Regions from separate parts of the Mus musculus genome. Here region 1 is linked to region 2. The links are chromatin contacts, called in public promoter capture Hi-C maps. All regions are on one chromosome and are shown on one strand. Each heading gives the region's core, a stretch centred on a gene start, on an enhancer-like site or on the middle of the called end of the contact. The rest is flanking DNA. Distances are from core to core; before and after follow the strand shown. Region 1 holds the start of Dnajc28 (DnaJ heat shock protein family (Hsp40) member C28). Region 2 holds the start of Sod1 (superoxide dismutase 1, soluble).

Region 1 (3,527 bases), core at 656-3,155, 1.4 Mb after region 2:
TGCAGAGTCAGCATCACTAGAACCGCTGTCTGGGTGGTACTGCCTGGCGAGCTTGTGAAAAGACTCCCTGACGTCGTCTACAGAGCATCCTTCATCCAGATTCAGCAGCCTGTAATATTCTCTCAGCTTCTGGGATTCATGGGTTGATATCATCCTGGATCTGGGGTCTGAAAGCATTTTTATACCAGGAGGAATCAAGGAAGCGTTTGTTAGGTGCAGTCTCAAGATCCGAGTGGTCTTCATGCACACTGTGTTTATCATTGTATCTGGAATTCTTAACAGTGATCTACAAAACAGCAAAGAGCAGTTGGATACACTTGTACTATCAGTCATTTTCTTTTCATCAATAACCAGGTAAGGGTATGGGTTCCATGTCCTTAGTAAGCTTTGGTTCTTGGGGGCAAGAGAATGGGTTGAGGTGTGGTTCCCAGCACCCACATGGCAGCTAATAAATGTCTCTCACTCTGGTTCCAGGGGGTCTGACTCCTTCTGGCCCACTCAGGCATTGGACACACATGGTGCACAGCCATAGTGTAGGCAAAACACCATATGTATATAAAAAAGAAAGTCAGTTCTTTGTAACAATGTTGCTAAACAAGAATATATAAGTATCTATGACTTTTCTTGGTGCAGCTAGAAAATGACAGTGATGTTTGGCTATCACATAGTGTGACAGGAACTGAAGTCTACTGCTTGAAGACAGGGTTTCTCTCTGTGTAGCTCTGGTTGTTCTGGACTCACTTTGGAGACCAGGCTGGCTTCAAACATAGAGAGATCCACCTGCCCCTGCCTTCCATGTTCTGGGATTAAAGACATGCATACCTCCGCCCGGATCCAATGCACAGAATTTTAGATCTAGAAAGTTGTTAAAACTCATCTAACCTAATTTTCTCATTTTATAAGAAAACGGGTCCAGAAGGTTAAGCAACTCTTAAGGTTAACCAAAGAACTTACATTACCAGGTACTGCAAATGGTTAGGTTTGGGGCACAGTAAAGCTTAACTGCTTTTTGCTTGTTTGTTTTTGAGATAGGGTCTCTCTACATAGCCCTGGCTGTCCTGGGACTCATTATGTAGACCAGGCTGGACTTGAACTCACAGAGGTCAGCCTGCCTCTGTCTCCTGAGTGCTGGGACTAAAGGAGAGCATCCAAGCCCCACACTTGGCTTAGCTATACTCAGCAAATTACACATTTCCCTGAGCACAATTTGTGTTGTTGTTTTGTTTTGCATACAGTGTAGAATGGTCGTCACCATTTCCAAGTATCTAACTTGCTGCATATCAAACAGGGAACATACAGACCGGTACTCAGTGGGACACCAGATGGGACTGAGAATCAAGAATGCAAGCGACTTTAAGGTCTGCACCTCGCTATTTGCTAGGTGCCAGGGCAAGGAAGGGCGATAAAGGGTGAGAGAGCTTTTGCTGTATTTAAAAACGCATGGTCCTGTGGAAAAAGATACTGAACACTGACGAAAGGCAACGGAGTACTTACTGGAGGATTACTGATCCTTTGAATGTAAGGTGCGTTTTAGAAGTCATGGTAGCCCGATGTCACAATATAGGGGTCAGTGGATTTTAGAGTTGTCTGGGATGCCGGTGGTTATGCTCACCGTGGTGAGGGGTGCCTCAGAAGAGTGTCGGTCCGCTGCACCCCCTACTCACCTTCACAGACGTGATGGGGGTTCAGCGGCTCGAAGCTCAAGCTGCGCCTTTGCGCAGCACGCGTGGCCCGCTCCGTCCCTGTCTCGGCTACTGGACCCTCTGCCGCGCTACACTGCAGAGCCTTTCTTCATACCTTACTACGACAGGTAGTTTCCCTCACCAGGGACAGCGATCTCTTTCTTATAAAACCATCCCCCACGGAACAGAGGACAGACTCCCCTGGACGCTTGTTGTTGTGCCGGGGGCGATAGGCCCCGCCTCTACCCGCTTTCGAGGGCAGGGTTCGGCCGATTTGGATTGTGGGAAATGTAGTTCTCCGGCAGGTGCAGAGTAGAGGCATTAGGGCCTGGAGAGGAGTTATGGCTTGTGATAGATTTGTGACCCCAACGTGTATGTAATTTGAAGAGCACTGACCTCAGTAAATTGTTTTAAATGGAGGAAGATTAGGCCGTTTGCCTCTATGGGACACCTGCACCGTCAGTAGGCTTCTTTAAGCCTAGAAAGATGGTCTTTCCTTCAACCAAGTTTGGATTAAAGGTGTGCGCCACCACTGCCTGGCCCAGCCAAGTTTGTTTGGGTGGATGGCTCTTGTTTTTTGACACTGTCTCCCTTAGCCCAGGCTGGCCTCACACTCGCTATGTAGTAAAGAGGGATTTTGGGTTGCACATCCTCCATGCTTCCGTTTTCCAGGTGCTGGGATTACACAGTAAAATTGCTACTTGTTTATGGAATGTTGGGGATATAAAACCAAGGGCTTATGCATGCAAGGCAAGTTCTGTCAGGGCTCTGCGTATTGTACGATACCTCACCCCATTGAGCACCGCACATAGCCAGGGGTTGGAAAAGAAGGGAAAAATGTGTCTTTGGTTTTATTTTATTCTTTATTATTTTATTTTTATTAATTATTATTATTTGGTTTTTTTGAGACAGGGTTTCTCTGTGTAGCCCTGGCTGTCCTGGAACTCACTCTGTAGACCAGGCTGGCCTTGAACTCAGAAATCCACCTGCTTCTGCCTCCCAAGTGCTGGGATTCCCTGCCTCTTGTCTCTTGAATGGTTAAAGACATGTCACCGCACTCCATCCTAAAGATACAGTTTTAAAAAAATTAGCGGCACACTTTTAATCCCAGCATATAAAGGCAGAGTCAGGTGGATCTCTGTGAGTTTGAGGCCAGTCTAGTCTGAAACTCTGTAGACCAGGCTGGCCTTGAACCCACTTGCCTCTGCCTCCCAAGCGCTGAGATGAAAGGTGCGTGCCACATCTGGCTTTGAAAATCTTATTACACCGGTTATGTTTTGTATGTGTAGTTTCGTGTTTTGTATGCTGTGGTCTCTACTGGTGGAGTTGGTTGTCTGCTTCTGTCGTGTGGATCCTGGTGGTCAAGCTTGAATGAAGGTAGAGTCTTTACAGGTTGGGCTATCTCAATCTTGAATAACTAATGTGTATATAGTAGCCGCTCACACTCAATGTGTCTAAATAGTATTCTGTTGTGACCATCATGAGAGCCAAGCATTGTGGGAGTTTGGCTGTGCTGCCTGAAAAGTGTTAGCCCATCGCCCGGGCTTGCTGACTCAGCACAACCTTCATCTGGGTCCACTGCTCCCACCTGTTGTATGCAAATCTGCCTTAACTGCCAGTGGCTGGCGGAGGGGCTTGGGTATATAGGCCAGGGAAGGCAATTCAGGAGGCTGGCTAAGCTCTGTAAGGAAGCCTAGTGATGTCTGCCCAGAGTGAGCTTTGGCAGAATGGCCCTGGGTTTGGGACCCAGGGAGAACGGAGACATGGTTTCCTCTTCCCCTGGGAAGGGGTGTGGCAGCATGCCCTGCCGACTCCTCCGCCTTCTATTATCACCTCTGCTATTTT
Region 2 (3,510 bases), core at 418-2,917:
TTAACAAATATTTTCCTTGAAACACTATTTCTCACCCATTGCATGGAGGTATCACATAGGACTTTATCAGGCATCCTGTTCTCCAGTGTGTGGCTTAGAGCCAGTGGAATGCACGGCGTGTCCGAGAACCACTTCACACAGGGAAGAGAATACAGATTTTTACTCAGCAAGTAACACCAGCTGGGAATGGTGGGGCAGACAAGCAATCCTAGTTACTAGGGATGCTGAGGCAGGAGGATCTTAAATTCAAGTTTAGTCCCTATCTCAAAAATTAAAAAAGAACCCCTCTAACCCCAGCAACTGAGAGGCAGAGGCCAGGGAGATCTCTGTGAGTTCAAGGTCAGCCTGTCTGTTCTACACAATGAGTTCCATGAGAGCCAAAGGTACACAGTGTGATATTTTTAAAAAGGTATGTGTGTCTTTTTTTTTTTCAAATTTTTATTATTTTCTTCATTTACATTTCAAATGCTATCTGGGGAGTCCCCTATACCACGCCCCCCTGCTCCCCTCCCCACCCACTCCCACTTCTTGGCCCTGGCATTCCACTGTACTGAGGCATATAAATTTGCAAGACCAAGGGCCTCTCCTCCCAGTGATTGTCGAGTTGGCCATCTTCTGCTACATATGCAGCTAGAAACACGAGCTCCGGAGGTACTGGGTAGTTCATATTGTTGTTCCACCTATAGGGTTGTAGACCCCTTCAGCTCCTTGGGTACTTTCTCTAGCTCCTCCATTAGGGGCCCTGTGTTCCATCCAATAGATGACTGTGAACATCCACTTCTGTATTTGCCAGGCACTGGCAAAGCCTTACACGAGACAGCTATATCAGGGTCCTTTCAGCAAAATCTTGCTGGCATACGCAATAGTGTCTGCATTTGGTGGCTGATTATGGCACGGATCTCCAGGTGGGGCAGTCTCTGGATGGTCCATCCTTTTGTCTCAGCTCCAAACTGTGTCTCTGTAACTCCGTCCATGGGTATTTTGTTCGTTATTTTAAGGAGGAATGAAGTATCCACACGTTGGTCTTCCTTCCTCTTGATTTTCTTGTGTTTTGCGTGTGTGTGTGTGTGTGTGTGTGTGTGTGTGTGTCTTAACTGGCAGAGCACTTGTCTGTCATGCAGGGGGCGGGGTGGGGGGTGGGGACTGTCTAATCTCCAGCTCTAGTAACAAAAATAAAAGAAGTAAAAAATAAGTAAGAAACGGGGGTGTGTCTAGAGATAGAACATGGGCTTTACACATTTTAGACATCATGAGAAAATAAAGCTGGAAATGACACTGGGCATCCATCTTGGCGCATCTCAACTTTCACACTGCAACCGAGGCGCGCTGTGCAAAGTCAGTGACAATCCGCATTTCCAGACACAGTGGGTTCAGACCTTCCAGGCGCGCACGCGGGCCTCGTGTTCTCGGTTTCCGCGGCGACTCGGCCGACGTCACAGTTAGAAGACAATAGCGACTTTCCCCGCTCAGGCTCCTCGGGAACTTTCTCAGTCCGCACGCTCCAGGAGCCGGAGCTACCCTCCGCCCCGCCCCCAGCGTGCCCCGCGGCCAGGGAGCTCCACGAAGGGCGGGCGGAGGCCGCGGGTAGCGATTGGTTCCGTGCCAAGGTGGGCGTGGTCAGACTCAGGCCTATAAAAGCTCCGTGGCGCCAGGGCCTCGTTTTTTTGCGCGGTCCTTTCCTGCGGCGCCTTCCGTCCGTCGGCTTCTCGTCTTGCTCTCTCTGGTCCCTCCGGAGGAGGCCGCCGCGCGTCTCCCGGGGAAGCATGGCGATGAAAGCGGTGTGCGTGCTGAAGGGCGACGGTCCGGTGCAGGGAACCATCCACTTCGAGCAGAAGGCAAGGCCCGGGGCGCGGGGCGCAGGCCGCGGTGACGCGGCGCACCTGTGCGGGAGCACGCCACGCCCCCGCCACGGCCTGAGCCCGCTAAGTGCTGAGTCACCGTGGCCTGGGGCAGGGGCTGGGCGCCGGGAAGCGAGGCCCGGGGCGCCGCGGGGCCTTCCGGGCGGGCGGGGGCCTCCCCGCGCCCCGGAGCGGCTGGGCCTGCCCGGGAGAGCCGGCTTGGCATCCGTTATCCTTCTGGGGCTGCTGCTTTTCCGGTGTCCGTGTCCCACAGGCTCAGAGCCCCGTGGCCACCGGCTGCGATTGTTGTAAGAATATTTGAACCCGGTGGTGCCAGACCGGACTAAGGCCGCAGGACGCGTTTGCGGCACTTTAAAGCAAAGTCCTGGGCTGTTCTGTACTAGGTCAGGGTCGTGTCGCAAGGCGGAAAGAAAGAGATGGCCTTGGACAGCCGTCCCTTGCTTTGCACTCCAGAGAGAGACCCGGCTGTGGGTTTTTTCTACCACAGCGAGTTTCTGAGCACATTTTGGAAAAGTACATAGAGATATTTTCGAAAATACTGTGACCCTGCAAAAACACATGCGTCACAGGGAAGATGTGTGTGGTAAGGTTGTGTCCAGAGCCTTAGGGAGGTTACCGTTGTTGTATTCACCTTAATCCCGAGAGAATATTTGATAAATGAGCGTTATGTGCTCTCTGAAGTGGTGGACATACGTGTGAGAAGGCAGACACCATAGTGAATCCCAAGTGTTTGGTTTACGACGAGAACTGATAACGGCAATTTAGAGTTTTTCGTAACTAGCCTCGTTTCCAGCAGTTTCTTGGCATTGAAATGCGTTTTGTTGTTTTCCTGTGGAAGTTTTTTGTTTTTGTCTTTTTCTCCTCCCCACGTAATTCACTGTGAGAAAGACGAAGTTCGGCTGGGTCTTACCCCTGTGTGTGGGTTTCTGTCATCTTCCACCATGCCATGCCAGAGCAGCTCGCACTATTTTTGTGACGCTGCAAACTACACATCGCTGGTGCCCTTTGTACCCAATGAAACGATAGTTAAGCATTCCAGATTGGCAGTTGTAATCAAAGCTGGTTGATTTAACCTGTTGCCAACTTTTCAGAATCAGATTTTTCTACCCAAAGTTCATATTCCCTTATTCTGTTGCAAAAGTTGGACATTTAAAAAAAAAAAAACCTAAAAAATGATTGTCCTTGCTTGTTGGTCGGTTGCTCTTACATTTTCTCCCTATTGCTACACTTTCTGGAGCAGTACTAATTTGAATTTTGGGTGTTCTTTTCTTTTTTGTTAAGTGGCAAATTTTCTAGATTTGGATAGCTAATGAGATTTTTTTTTTAAGGTAGCTCTGGTTAGACCCAAATGGATCTCCACAGGCAGTAGGACAAAGGCATTTTCTGACCACTAAATAAAAATAGGGGAACTGATAAAATCACTGAATGTGGAGAACAGGGTTCTCGGCAGCCAGTGTTCTGTAAGAGTCAAGTCTGACAGTGCAGTAGCCATCTCTTCCCCAGGCCTGGCATTCAGTAGCCCCTGTTTGTTCCACCTGGTGCTTTCTAAATGCTGTTCAGTCCAGGTGCCTGCACACATGGCATCTGGCAGCAAGTGTTAGGAGAAGTGTGACAGGGAGAGAGAGGCCTAGAGCTGAGCGTCTCCAGAGCC

Evidence for each region. Promoter capture Hi-C pulls out the DNA fragments that hold promoters and counts their contacts.
Region 1: a promoter capture Hi-C map of liver shows a contact between it and region 2, with 2.2 times the contacts expected there. The contact joins the promoter of Dnajc28 here to the promoter of Sod1 in region 2. A contact is called at or near these places in 6 of 39 promoter capture datasets (the C10 cell line, embryonic stem cells, hippocampal neurons and 3 more) and 1 of 115 datasets of contacts at active chromatin or transcription factors (embryonic stem cells).

Annotation. Positions count from the first base shown.
Region 1 is chr16:91,617,094-91,620,620 of GRCm38.p6, forward strand. Dnajc28 (DnaJ heat shock protein family (Hsp40) member C28) reads right to left here and starts at 1,906. Exons shown (of 2, transcript NM_138664.2): 1 at 1,665-1,906; 2 at 1-286. The coding sequence starts at 261.
Region 2 is chr16:90,219,095-90,222,604 of GRCm38.p6, forward strand. It overlaps Sod1 (superoxide dismutase 1, soluble), which reads left to right and starts at 1,668. Exons shown (of 5, transcript NM_011434.2): 1 at 1,668-1,835. The coding sequence starts at 1,764.